Linked DNA regions of Sus scrofa: region 1 is linked to region 2. The links are chromatin contacts, called in public HiChIP or PLAC-seq maps. All regions are on one chromosome and are shown on one strand. Each heading gives the region's core, a stretch centred on a gene start, on an enhancer-like site or on the middle of the called end of the contact. The rest is flanking DNA. Distances are from core to core; before and after follow the strand shown.

Region 1 (6,065 bases), core at 670-3,169, 53 kb before region 2:
CCTTATAGTTTTCAAGGTACAGGTCTTTAACCTCCTTGGTTAAATTCATTCATAGGTATTTTAGTCTTTTCGATGCATTCGTAAATGGGATCGTTTTCTTTATTTTTCATATACTTTGTTGTTAGTGCATAGAAGCACAACTGATTTTGTATGTTTGTTTTATATCCTGCAACTTACTGAATTTGTTTATTCTAATAGGTGGTGTGGGTTTTTTTGGTGAAATATTTAGGATTCTCTCTATATAAAATCATATCATCTGCAAACAGAGATAATTTTACCATTTCCTTTCCAATTTGGATGCCTTTTATTTCCTTTTCTTGCCTAGTTGCTCTGGCTAGGACTCTCAGTACTATGTTGAATTGGAGTGGTGAGAATGCTTCTTGCTCACTTCTTATTTTAGTCCATCACTGACTAGGGGTAGAAATCTTGGATAGCTGGAGGGTGATGGTCTGTAGAAGGAGAACTTAGTATTCGGACCCCCTCCCATCAGTAGCATTGTGGTGAAAGAAATGTTACTTAATTACCTGGTCATTACTCATCCTTAGTATTTGAGTCAGAGACAAACAATGAGAGGGACAAAATTCCTTCCTACTTTTCGGAAGGTGTCTATTTTCCTGAAAACGAAGCTTGAGTAGGATAGGTTTTCCTTCCTATAGCTCTAGATACGTCTTTCTGAGTGTCGATGCTTTGGGATCCTGCTGTTAATTTTCTATCCTCCTTTATTTTCAATGGTAAAGTAAGTTTTTGAGAGTTTCTGTGTGTTCATGGGTGTTTTGGTGGGCAGTTGGAAAATTCTGTATTGGAGGAGCAGGAAGGGACTTTTAACTACTATATGCCATTTTGTCATGAAATTTCCCCAGCCCAGAAGAGTTTTTACTCTTCTGAAGAGCGACTAATTGAAACCCTACTCATCTCTTAACTATTTTGCCATTTCCAATCTGCCCTCAAGTGATGAACAGTGGATCCCTTTGTTAATAAAACTGAATGACAGCAAATAGTCAAAATCTGTTCTCAATTTTTCTTGTTACACAGGGTCCTACTTAAGAAATACTGTTAAAAAAATAATAAGCTGTTTAAAAAAAATGCTGTTGCCTGCTCTTGTCCCATCAGGGCTCCTGGATGCTTTTTTTTTTTTTGCAGATCAGATCCTGAACAGGGTTGAGTGAGTCTCACAGCTCTAGACCTTTGTCCTAGTTGCAATATTGGTTCTGTGGGCTTGTACACCTGCCTCCACCCCTCAGCCAAGAAATCTTTTCTCATTCACTCAGCACCATTGTCATGAGAGGCAGTGTCTGTAATGTGTTATAGTACAGTGAGACTAGGCTCTGGGGAAATTTTTCTCTCTTACATTCGACAGATTTATCCTGGCAGGCTTTCTGATTTCTTCAGTGTGCTTTTGCATTTTTCTCTAACTTCTGTTTTATCAGTGTGTCAACTGTATGAAGTTGATGACTTTAGATCATCAAGTGCCAAATCCTGCCCCTCTGAATCTCTTGCTTTTGTTCTGAGTTGGAAAAACACATATCCATTTTTATGGGAACTGAATCAAAAATGAGATCCTGTGACTAAAAAAATTTCCTGTAACTGGAAAGAGTGGGGTATGTATGTTATCTCAACTGCCCCTCACCATTCTGTGAGAGCCCTTCTAACCTCTACCTATAGGTGGTCCCAGGCAGGTATGGTTGTGGGCACTCGGGTGTAGGTGCAGGAGGATGCCCTGTAGCCATCACAGCTGGCACTGCTGCTCTCAGGATGCTGCTGTGGAGTAAGGTGGCTGTGGATACTTGTCTGTCCTTGCCAGCTTTTGTGCCCTGTTGGGGCTCATAGATGTTTTTGGTGCAGACCAGAGCGACGTGGTATAGACGCATGAGTGTATGTCTGAGTTTCTAGGACTGGCTTCTTGCTTGACCTTTTGCACAGTTTTTTTTCACCTCTTTGTAACAAGCATGGGGTCTGTGGGCTGCATGACTCCTCAGCTAGTCATCAGTGCCCAGTTTGACCTGTATTAATTGTATCTTATAGAATGGCTCAATGAATGGTAATATCATTTCTGCCAGCCCAGCTATAGCTGGTTTTAGTGAGATCCAGTTCATGCAAGTAAAGAGTATAAGCAGTTCTTCCTTTAACACAAACTTGGCCTCATTCCTATCCTCATCTCCCCTCACAAAACGATTTATTCCCTGTATATGCCATAGAGATTTAGCCATCAAGCTACAGGCAGATGGACCTACCAACCTGGCCTTCATACCTGTCAACCACCTTCCTCCCCTTCCTTTTCCTCTCATGTTGTTTTGGCCAAACTGAGTTGAGGATCTGAAAGTCTAGCCCACTGCTGGCACGCTCTGCAATGCCCACCTGGAGGACTTCTCAGGCTCATCACCACATTCAGATCCATAAGTCCTAATAGACCACACTTGGTCCAAGTTTACCAAGAAGGACTCAGGGGTGGAAACAGAGCTCAGGTTCTCTACTTGGTTTAAATAGTTCAAACACAGAACTTTCCGAATACTATTTACAATTCAATGGTCATTTTTATCATAAATAATGTTTTCTGATAATACAGCTGACATTCTCCATGTATCAGGTTTTCAGAAAAAGAGTTAGATCAAATTAGTCCATGGAGAAGGAGAGAAGTGGATTTGTTAACCCTTCACCAATGAAGAGTCATTGGTTGCAGCAGATGGCTAAGTGTCCTGCCAAATTGAATACTGGTGTAGACTCTTGAAAATGTCTTGTAGTTTCTAGCAATAACTCCTTGCCTTCCCTTTTGTACAACATTTCATCAAAATCTTATACCAGCCAGGGATAAAACACTGCCTTTTGAAAGAGCAGAAAGTATTCTCTAAGTCCACCAAAAGGAGACCACAGTCATGTAATTAACTTTCAAGACAGTTGATTTAAAGTCTTTGTCTAGGAGTTCCTGTCGTGGCACAGTGGAAACGAATCCAACTAGGAACCACGTGGTTGCGGGTTCAATCCCTGGCCTCACTCAGTGGGTTTAGGATCTGGCATTGCCATGAGCTGTGGTGTAGGTCACAGACAACAGCTCGGATCTGGCATGGCTTTGGCTGTGATGTAGGCCAGCAGCTACAGCTCCAATTAGACCCCTAGCCTGGGAACCTCCATATACCATGGGTGCAGCCCTAAAAAGATGAAAGACCAAAAATAATAAGACTATGTTTCCATTCTTAGTATAGTCAAAAGAAATAAAATCTTTTTAAAAAAAGTCTTTGTCTAGTAAGTCAGTACCTGTGCTTCCTCAGGGATCATTCAGACTTCTCTCCTTCTTTTTAAAAATTAATGAACTTTATTTTTTAGAGCAGTTTTATGTTTACAGAAAAACTGAGGAAATACATGAGAGTTCTCATATACCCCATCTCCACTGCACATAATTTCCCCTGTTACAACATTTTGCTTTAGTATGGAACATTTATTATGATTGATGAACCAATATTGATTTTTGCTTTTCAGGGCCGCACCTGTGGCGTATGGAGGTCCCCAGGCTAGGGGTCAAATAGGAGCTACATCTGCTGGCCTACACCACAGCCACAGCAACACAGGATCCAAGCTGCATCTGTGACCTACACCACAGCTCACGGCAACACCAGATCCTTAAGCCACTGAGTGAGGTCAGGAATTGAACCCGCAACCTCATGGTTCCTAGTCGGATTTTTTTCTGCTGTGCCACAACAGGAACTCCCATGTTTATTAACTGAAGTCTATACATTAGGATTAAATCTTTGGGTTGTACAGTTCTGTGGGTTTTGACAAATATGTAAGGTTATATATCCATCACTACAATATCCTATGAAATAGTTTCACTGCCCTAAAAATCCTCTGTGCTCTGCTTATTCATCCCTCCCTCCCCCAACCCTTGGAAACCACTGACCTTTTTATTGTCTTTTTAGTTTTGCCTTTTCCGGAATGTCATAGAGTAGCAATCACAGTCGGGAGCCTTTTCAGATTGGCTTCTTTCACTTAGCAATCTGCATTTTGGTTCCTCCATGACTTTTTGTGGCTTGGTAGCTCCTTCCTCCTTGTTGTTGAATAATATTCCATTGTATAGATGTGCCAGAGTTTGTTTATCTTTCACCTATTGAAGGACATCTTGTCGCTTTCAGTTTTGGGTAGTCATGAATAAAGCTGCTATAAATATTCACATGCAGGTTTTTGCGTGGACATAGTTTTTCAGTTCATTTGGGTTAATGCCTAGGAGTGTGATTGCTAGATCATAGGGTAAGATTGTGTTTAGCTTTGTAAGAAACCATGAGACCATCTTCAAAATGATTGTCTGTATCATTCTGAATTCCCACAAGCAATGAGTGCAAGTCCCTGGTGCTCCATATCCTCATCAACATTTGATGTTGTTTCAGGATTTTAACCATTCTAATAGATATATAGTGATATCTTGTTGTTGTTTTTTTTTTTTATCTTGTTTTAATTTGCAGTTCCCTTATGACATATGACCATATCAAGTATCTTTACATGTCTTTATTTGCTATTGATATATCTTTGGTGAAATATCTTTTCAGATTTTTTTTGCCCATTTTAAAACTGTGTTATTTTCTTGTTGAGTTCTTCATGTATTTGGCGTACAAATTCTTTATCAGATATGTGTTTTTTGCAACTATTTTCTCCCAGTCTGTGACTCATCTTTTCATTTTCTTAACTTTGTCTTTTGTAAAGCAGAAAATAATTTTAATGAAGTTCAATTTAACTTTTTTCTTTTACAGAGTGTGCTTTTGATGTTGCATCTAAAGAGTCACTGTCAAATTCAAGGTCACCTAGATTTTCTCTTATACTATTTTCTAGAAGTTTTATAGTTTTGTATTTTACATTTAAGCCTATAAGCCATTTTGAGCTAGACCTTCATTTTTTCCCTTTCTTCCTTCTTTCCTTCCTTCCTTTCTTATTTCTTTGCCTGCCTCATCATTCTTTTGCTTAAAGCAAATGTTTTGAATATTATAAGGTGGTAACTCTGAAAACATTAGAATGGGATAACTCAGATTCTACCCTCTCCCAGGGTTTGTTGTCACTGCTTGCTATGGGGTGTGGTTGTTTAGTGATGTTGCTAAATTATATTTGTAAAGACTGTATTCCTTCTTAGAAGTGGCCATTGGATTCTCTGTTCCATTGGCTTAGTGGTCAGCTAGTGATTTGACAGGGATTTCCTTAAACACCTAGAGGAAAAAAACAAAACAAAACAAAAACCACCTGCTCTTTGCAGACCGGTGTGGAAGCACTTCCTCAGTGCTTATCCAGGCCATTTACAACTCTGCCTTAGCCTTTATTTTCTGCTTGCACAGAGCCTAAAAGTCAAGCAGAGTGAAAGTTTAGGATTTTCTCAGGTCTTCTCTGCATGCGTCGAGCCCTGGGCATGTGTGTGGCCTTCTAGATTGTCTGGTATACATGGAGCTTTCCAAAACCTTTTTTTCTCTAATGTACCTCCTTTCCCAGCCTCTTCCTTCTCTGGCTCTTTGGTGTGTCTGCTGCCTGCCCCATCTGTTACCCCTTGCTCCAAGTGACCATGGCTGGTATACCTGCCTTTAAAGGCTTTTGAAACACTGCCCAGGAGGCTGCTCCAGCTCTGAGAAAGTTCTGAGTTGGATGAAACAAAGGCAAGCCCCTTGAGTGATCCCCCAGAGAGCCGCCAAGCAGGTTAGCAACACACAACCACAGTTCTTTGCTAACAAGGTCTGTATTGCCTTTCTGGCACCAGCCACTTGTATAATTGGAAAAAAATAACATTAAATTATGGGGACAGAAATGATTCTGATAGTGAATAAAGAACTCATTGAGATTTTGTGTTTACTAAGGAGATGTTTCAGAACAGTCATCCAATCTTTATACATCTTTGTTTTCCATCCAATCTTTATATATCGTAACATATATTTCTAGAATTTGGATGCCTAGCAAGATGTTCTGAAGAACAGCAGCAACCCTCTGGGGGATGGTAACTTCAACATCATGAGCAAAGACAAAGAACCTACTGTCATAAGCCTTCATTCTGTGTATGTCATGACCTTAGTATGGGGAACCCTAATCCAGTTCTCTGAAGAAAGTGA
Region 2 (6,605 bases), core at 2,768-5,267:
AGGTCATCTTTTGATTCCTAGACTAGGCCTGAGGAGCTCCAGACACCCACCAGCCCTCACTCTCCTCCTGGTTCTTTCATTTCTAGAGAAGAGCTGAGTCAGTCTCCACGATGCTGTTTTAAGTATCCTGACCCTTCTTAGTGTTTACATGCACCTGTCATTGTTCTAAGGCTGTCATGAGTTTTTATCCATTAATTCTCCTAGACCTGTGAATTCAATTTCATTATTATCATCATATAACAAAGTACCCAAGATACCAAAAAGTTAGAGTTTTGTGGTGAGTAAATGACAGAAACCCAAGGCAGTCTGATTATAGAGACTGCTTTCATAACTTTTCTGCTCTGCCACCTACCAAGAGCTTGAAAACTAACCACGAACCTGTTTTCGATGGAGGTATCTCGCTGCATAAGAGCTGCGTTCATGATTTCGTGTGTAACCCCAATGCTGCCAGTCCTCACTGCCTGTGGCTTCAGAAAAGGCACATCAACGACCCCCAAATTCTTGGTCCCCATGAACACTTCTATGACATCCCAAGGAGCCCTGTGTGTGCTCACACCCCACACCGCCAGCCACATTCATGCTTTGGTGCCACCCTTCTACTCCATTCTAGCTCTCAGGTGGCTGGACCCGAGGACTGTCAAGGTCCTTGAAGGACCTTTACTATTGACATTGCTGAAGGAGGTGCTTTCTAGATGGTGCTAACATTCATGCCAAGGGTGCATTCTTCTGATAATCCCAAATCTGTTTATCTTTTTTTTTTTTTTTTTTTTTTTTTTGGCTTTTTAGGGCTGTACCCGAGGCATATGGACGTTCCCAGGCTAGGACTTGAATCAGAGCTACAGCCGGCCTACACCACTGTCACAGCAACGTGGGATCCAAACCGAGTCTGCGACCTACACCACAGCTCACAGCAACGCTGGATCCTTAACCCACTGAGCGAGACCAGGGACTAAACCTGCAACCTCACAGATCCTGGTTGGGCTTGTTCACTGCTGAACCATGAAGGGAACTCCCTCAAATCCATTTATCTTGAGGCGAGGAGCTATGCTGAGTTCCATCTGGTGGTGGGTTCAGTATCTCTCTTGTCAAACTAGGTGTCCACATCTCAGCATTCCAAAGCTGCAATGCTAGTTCCAGAGTCCCACCAAGTCAACAAGCTCAGCTCACTCATCATCAGCGAAACGCAATCAAAACCACAATGAGATGCCACCTCACACCCGTCAGAATGGATATCATCAAAAAGGCCAGAAATGACAAGGTTGGTGAGGATGTGGAGAAAAGGGAGCTCTTGAGCACCGTACAGAGAAAGGTAAATTGACGCAGGCATTGCAAAACACAGTAGGGATTTTTTTTTTTTTACCAAAAAAATTAAAAAACAAAACTACCACATGACCAGCAATTCCACACCTGAGTACTTATGTGAAGAGAACAAAAACACTAATTTGAAAAGAATCCACTCCCCCACGTTCATTGCTGCACTATTTAGAACAGCAAAAAGAGAGAAGTAACCTAAGTGCCTATGGATGGTGACTGAATATAGAAAATGTGGTATAGAAGTTCCTGTCATGGCTCAGTGGAAATGAATCTGCCTGGCATCCATGAGGACGCAGGTTCGATCCCTGGCCTCGCTCAGTGGGTTAAGGATCTGGCACTGCCGTGAGCTGTGGTATAGGTCACAGATGTGGCTTGGATCCCAAGTTGCTGTGGTTGTGGCTAGGTGAGTGGCTACAGCTCCGACTGGACCCCTAGCCTGGGAACCTCCGTACGCCGAGGGTTCGGCCCTAGAAAAGACAAAAAGACAAAAAAAAAAAAAATCTTGCCATCCGTGACGACATGAGTAGATCCTGAAGACATTATGCAAAGTGAAGTAAGAGAAAGACAAATACTACATGATCTCACTTCGATGCGGAATCTCAAACAAAAACAAAACCTAACCAAAAAACCAAGCTCACAGATACAGAAAACCAGTAGGTGGTTGCCAGAGGCAGGGGTCAGAGTGGGGGTGAAAAGAGTGAAGGGGCTCAAAAGGTACAAATTTCTAGCTATAAACTAAGTCATGGGGGTGTGAGACACAGCATGGGGACTATAGTTAATAACACTGGCTTATTTGAAAGCTGCTGAAAGCATAGATCCTAAAAGTTCTCATTATAAGAAAAACATTTGGTAACTATGTATGGTGACAGATGTTAATGAGAATTATTGCAATGCTCCTTCTGCAACATATCCAAAGAGCAAATCGTTATGTGGTACCCCTGAAACTAATCTCATATTACTATGTCCGTTATGCCTCAATTAAAAAAATTGAGAACCATAAGACAATCCTACTAGTGCTTAGAGTTTTATCCGAAAATAAAAATAGTAATTTGAAATGTGATGTCATATTAAATGATTCTGCTAGAGAAATAGATAAATAAACCATCAAAAATAGAACATTATTAATTGGGGTGCACATAAATATACAGTATGAACCACCAAGTCTTATAAGTATACCAGTCAGCTTTAAAGAAAATGTGACTGTGACTAAATAACCAGCTCAGAAAGGCCTAATTAAAGAGACACCAAAGGAAAGAGAAAAACACAGCATGTTCATTCCAATCGAAATAGTACCGTAAGTATGTATAATCAAAACAAGGATCTGGTGAAATTTTTCTATAACTCTTACAGCATGAAAGTTTAAATTTCTGCTCATTTAAAATATTGTCAGGAGTTCCCGTCGTGGCGCAGTGGTTAACGAATCCGACTAGGAATCATGAGGTTGCGGGTTCGGTCCCTGCCCTTGCTCAGTGGGTTAAGGATCCGGCATTGCCGTGAGCTGTGGTGTAGGTTGCAGACGCGGCTCGGATCCCACGTTGCTGTGGCTCTGGAGTAGGCCGGGGGCTACAGCTCCGATTGGACCCCTAGCCTGGGAACCTCCATATGCCGCGGGAGCGGCCCAAGAAATAGCTAAAAAAGACTAAAAAAATAAAAAAATAAAATAAAATATTGTCAAACACTTGGGGTCTTTTCTATAATATTTTTCTGAAAAAAGTGAAGAAAAATCACTAAATGCTTTTAATACTTAACAATAAATTATGCAGATGAAGTTGTGAATAATTAGCCCATTGGGCAAAACCAAATTTGGGCCCTTTGCTATTTCCCTTTTTCGGTTTCTGAACATGATCATTTCAGGGTCCATAAGTACGCAAAGACTGTAAAATGGTATCATACCTCTAAGACTTGACAATTTATATCGCAAGTTTACATTAGAATTTTAAAACATCTTATTCTTCAAAAAGTTCAGGAAATCAGCTCCCTCAAACCACATTTGTGGTTTTTAGAATCAAAATAAGTAGCTGAACTACATGTTACACAAGATGCAAACACACACACACAAAAGCGCTTTCCTCAAAACTGGTTTCAACATCTCAGCATTTCCAAGCTACTGAGCAGGGATCCAGAGTCTCCCTGAGTCTCACGAATATCAATTTATGCACATAAACCGAGAGGAGTGAACACCCCAACAGCCAAGCTTTTCTTCCCACTTTAATGCAAATCGGATGCAGTTTAATGCTTTGTTCCCTACGGAGACCCAGGAGAGGACGGAGGGGGAGATTGTCTCGGTTGCCAGAACCTTAGAAAAAACCTAGAGCCAACATCTTCCTTAGACTTTACAGGCAAAAAGCTGGAAAAGCTTTAAACTGAATCGATCTAATAGATTAAAAACTGAATAGATAGACATTTGTTTTTTCTTTTTAAATCTTTATCTTAAAACCCAGCTTCAAGCCCCCAAAGGACACAAATGAGAGACGAAGACCACAAAAAAAAAAAAAAAAAAAAAAAAAAAAAAAAAAGAAGAAGAAGAAGAAAAAAGAAAAACCAGACCAAAAATAAATAAAAGGACAGAGAGAAACAGCAGCAGGCATGGCGGGAGCCAGCGGTACTGCGACATCCCATTTTGCAGCGCGCATCTAACCTTGAAGCCAGGGCCTCACAGAAGTCCGGTTAGAAGCAGTTTCACTTCGCTGGTTGCTCCCCGCGGGCCTTTCCGGAGGCGGAAAGCAGAAGTTCACGACCTTAAAATAGATCCTATTGTGCATGCAAGAGCAACTCCAGCAGCAAGACGTCCCTTGGGGTTAGCCCACCACGCAGTTCTCAGGTTGGCTCGCTCCATCCCATCTGTATGGACCCTTTAGAAGCCTAACTTGGCTTTGGGGGCAACTGGGCAGTGTGTGCTGAAGCCTTTGGCCACTTAGCGTTTTGCACGTTCGGCAGTAAGGTCTTTAATGAGCCGCCCTCGTGTCAGAGAAAGAATATACCGAGAAGACCCATCCGACCTCTCCACAGCTCACCTTGACGGGACACCTGCCACATGAGTCGCACTTTCGAGGACGGGACCACAGGAGGCTCGTGGGATGTGGAATGTTAAAAGAAAGCCGCCCTCGTTTTCTCTTTTGTTTCTCATTTTTCTTTCCTCTGCCTCGTCACTACCTCTGAAAGGCGTGCAATGGGGCCGCTTTTCGAGTCTCCTTAATTCTTACTGCCCGCCCATTTCAAACCAACAAGGCAGAAATGTTGACAGCTCCAGCATGGGTATCACCTGAGAGCTTGTTAGTACTGCAGGATTTCAGGCTCCATCCCAGACTTACTGAATTCGAATCTGCCTTTTAAACAAGACCCCAGCTGATTCTTATGCCCCACAGGGTTTGAGAAGTACTAAGAAACTTTGAAACTGAACGGAGGTCTTGCCCGCGGGGACCGGCCCGCGTGTGAAGGGTCACAGCGACACCGTGTGGTTATATTAGTAGTTGCTGTTGCGCTTTCTGGTGGGCAAGAGGCTATTTGACAGAACAGCAGTTTATTATTCTCACTGGAGGCAACAGATGAAGTCGTACTAGTGCCCAAAGGGCTCCGGGTTTGGCCTCTCTCCACTACGCTGTCAAAGAGATGGGATCCTTTTCTAAGGATGCCCTCTACCTGATTCGTGAACGGCTTATAGCCACAGCCATTCTGTGCACCATGAACAACAGGATCAACCGATCTCAAAGTATTTCTTTCCATTTTACAAGATTTATCAGAATATTCATAAAGCTACTGAGACAAGTGGCACAAGGATGGTTCTAGAGATCATCTAGATGAGTGATCCCCACCTTTCAAACATGAGGCTCGCTTTGTAACAGTGGTTGATATTTTTTGAATGTTTACTGTTTTGAGCACTGCTCTAAGCACCTCCATGCAGTTAGTCAATTAAGCCTCACGTTAATTCAGGGAGATAGGTGCTATATCATCTCTAGTTTGTGGACCCCTATTTGGCAGTAATTTTGTTTGTAATGTTTATTGGTTGAGAAAAATCTATACTAACAAGAAATAATTGTTATGACTCAAAAATGATTTTGATTGAATTATGATTTGAAAATGATTTTGCATTGAATTAAACCCAATCACTTCTACATATACTTAGGGAAGAGAAGTGCAGGCACATAAGATATGTTATTAACCAGCCTCAGACTGTGTTGGAGGCATATGTCAGCTTGGAACCTCTTGCAACAGCTCTAAAGCTCTCCAGAGGCAGTCTGGAAGCCCCCAACGTGGAAGCACACCCCAAATCCTTTATTGATGCCTTACCACTCAATCCTGAATGTGGTAGATTTCATCTAGTCTCTGATGATTGACAGGATCAGGCTTGCCTTGGCCTTGGATGGGGGACTTCTGGGGAGGATGAAACGGATTTCAAAGTTCCCCATGGTTACACATGTAGCTTGAAAAGTGACATTATAGAGACAAACAGACTCCATGGAAAATTTCTCCCTTCTATTCTCCAACCTATGCACCCTAGAAAGAATCATTTTCCTAACACACAATTCTTTGTGTGTGTGTGTGGCTGCATCCTTGGCATGTGGAAGATCCCGGGCCAGGGGTTGAAACCGTGCCACAGCAGCAACCCGAGCCTCTGCAGTGACAACACTGGATCCTTAACCCACTGTGCCACAAGAGAACTCTCTAAAACACAGTTCGGTTTGAGTTACTCCCCAACACAAAGTTATCTCCAACAATGTCTAGCTAGTTATGTAAGAGAAAGCCTTAATCTGATTATCCAGGTTTTCAAAGTAAAATCTAATACCAACTGACTTGCTTGTTGCTCCTCCTTGGCTCTGTCTAGATTAATCCTCTTGTCTGTGTTGCCAGTAGAAAAGGATAGCCTCAGAGGAGACCTCTAGGAGGCCAGATGGTGGCTAACATGACCCTTCCCAGGAAGCAGTGCCTTGGTTAAGTCACTTGGAATGCATAGGTAGGTCCTACATAGATACAGGAAAACAGTACTGGAAGTAACAGATAGCCTTCTCTCAAGATCAAGCATGAGTTTTACTGTGAAAAATATCATTGCCGAGTTGGCCAAATAAGTGTATGTGCTGGTGGGAATTCTCTTCCGCAGGCCCTCGGTGGAAGAAAGAGCATAAGCAGAAGGTTGCTTGGTCAGTGCAAGTCTTGGCCATTTTGTATTTCTGGCTGCCCAGTTTCAATCCCCTCTTATTAAAAGTCCATCATTTTCCAGAGTTCCCATCATGGCTCAGCAGAAACGAATCTGACTAGCATCCATGAGGATGTAGGTTCGATCCCTGGCCTGGCTC

What was found. HiChIP or PLAC-seq counts read pairs in DNA pulled down with a chosen protein or histone mark.
Region 1: an H3K27ac HiChIP or PLAC-seq map of alveolar macrophages shows a contact between it and region 2. The contact joins two enhancer-like sites. A contact is called at or near these places in 16 of 47 Hi-C or Micro-C datasets (alveolar macrophages, blood, embryonic fibroblasts and 7 more) and 1 of 2 datasets of contacts at active chromatin or transcription factors (alveolar macrophages).

What each region holds. Positions count from the first base shown.
Region 1 is chr8:30,164,410-30,170,474 of Sscrofa11.1, reverse strand. TLR6 (toll like receptor 6) reads left to right here. Exons shown (of 2, transcript NM_213760.2): 2 at 5,899-6,065. The coding sequence starts at 5,968. Among named protein-coding and RNA genes, the nearest start is that of TLR1, 12 kb to the right of the region's middle. Within about 2 kb of position 1,919, at least 5 of the 83 cell types and tissues checked have an H3K27ac peak or open chromatin away from gene starts, as enhancers often do. A contact at or near this core is called in alveolar macrophages, where this site is marked.
Region 2 is chr8:30,112,698-30,119,302 of Sscrofa11.1, reverse strand. No RefSeq gene overlaps it. Among named protein-coding and RNA genes, the nearest start is that of TLR10, 19 kb to the left of the region's middle. Within about 2 kb of position 4,017, at least 49 of the 83 cell types and tissues checked have an H3K27ac peak or open chromatin away from gene starts, as enhancers often do. A contact at or near this core is called in alveolar macrophages, where this site is marked.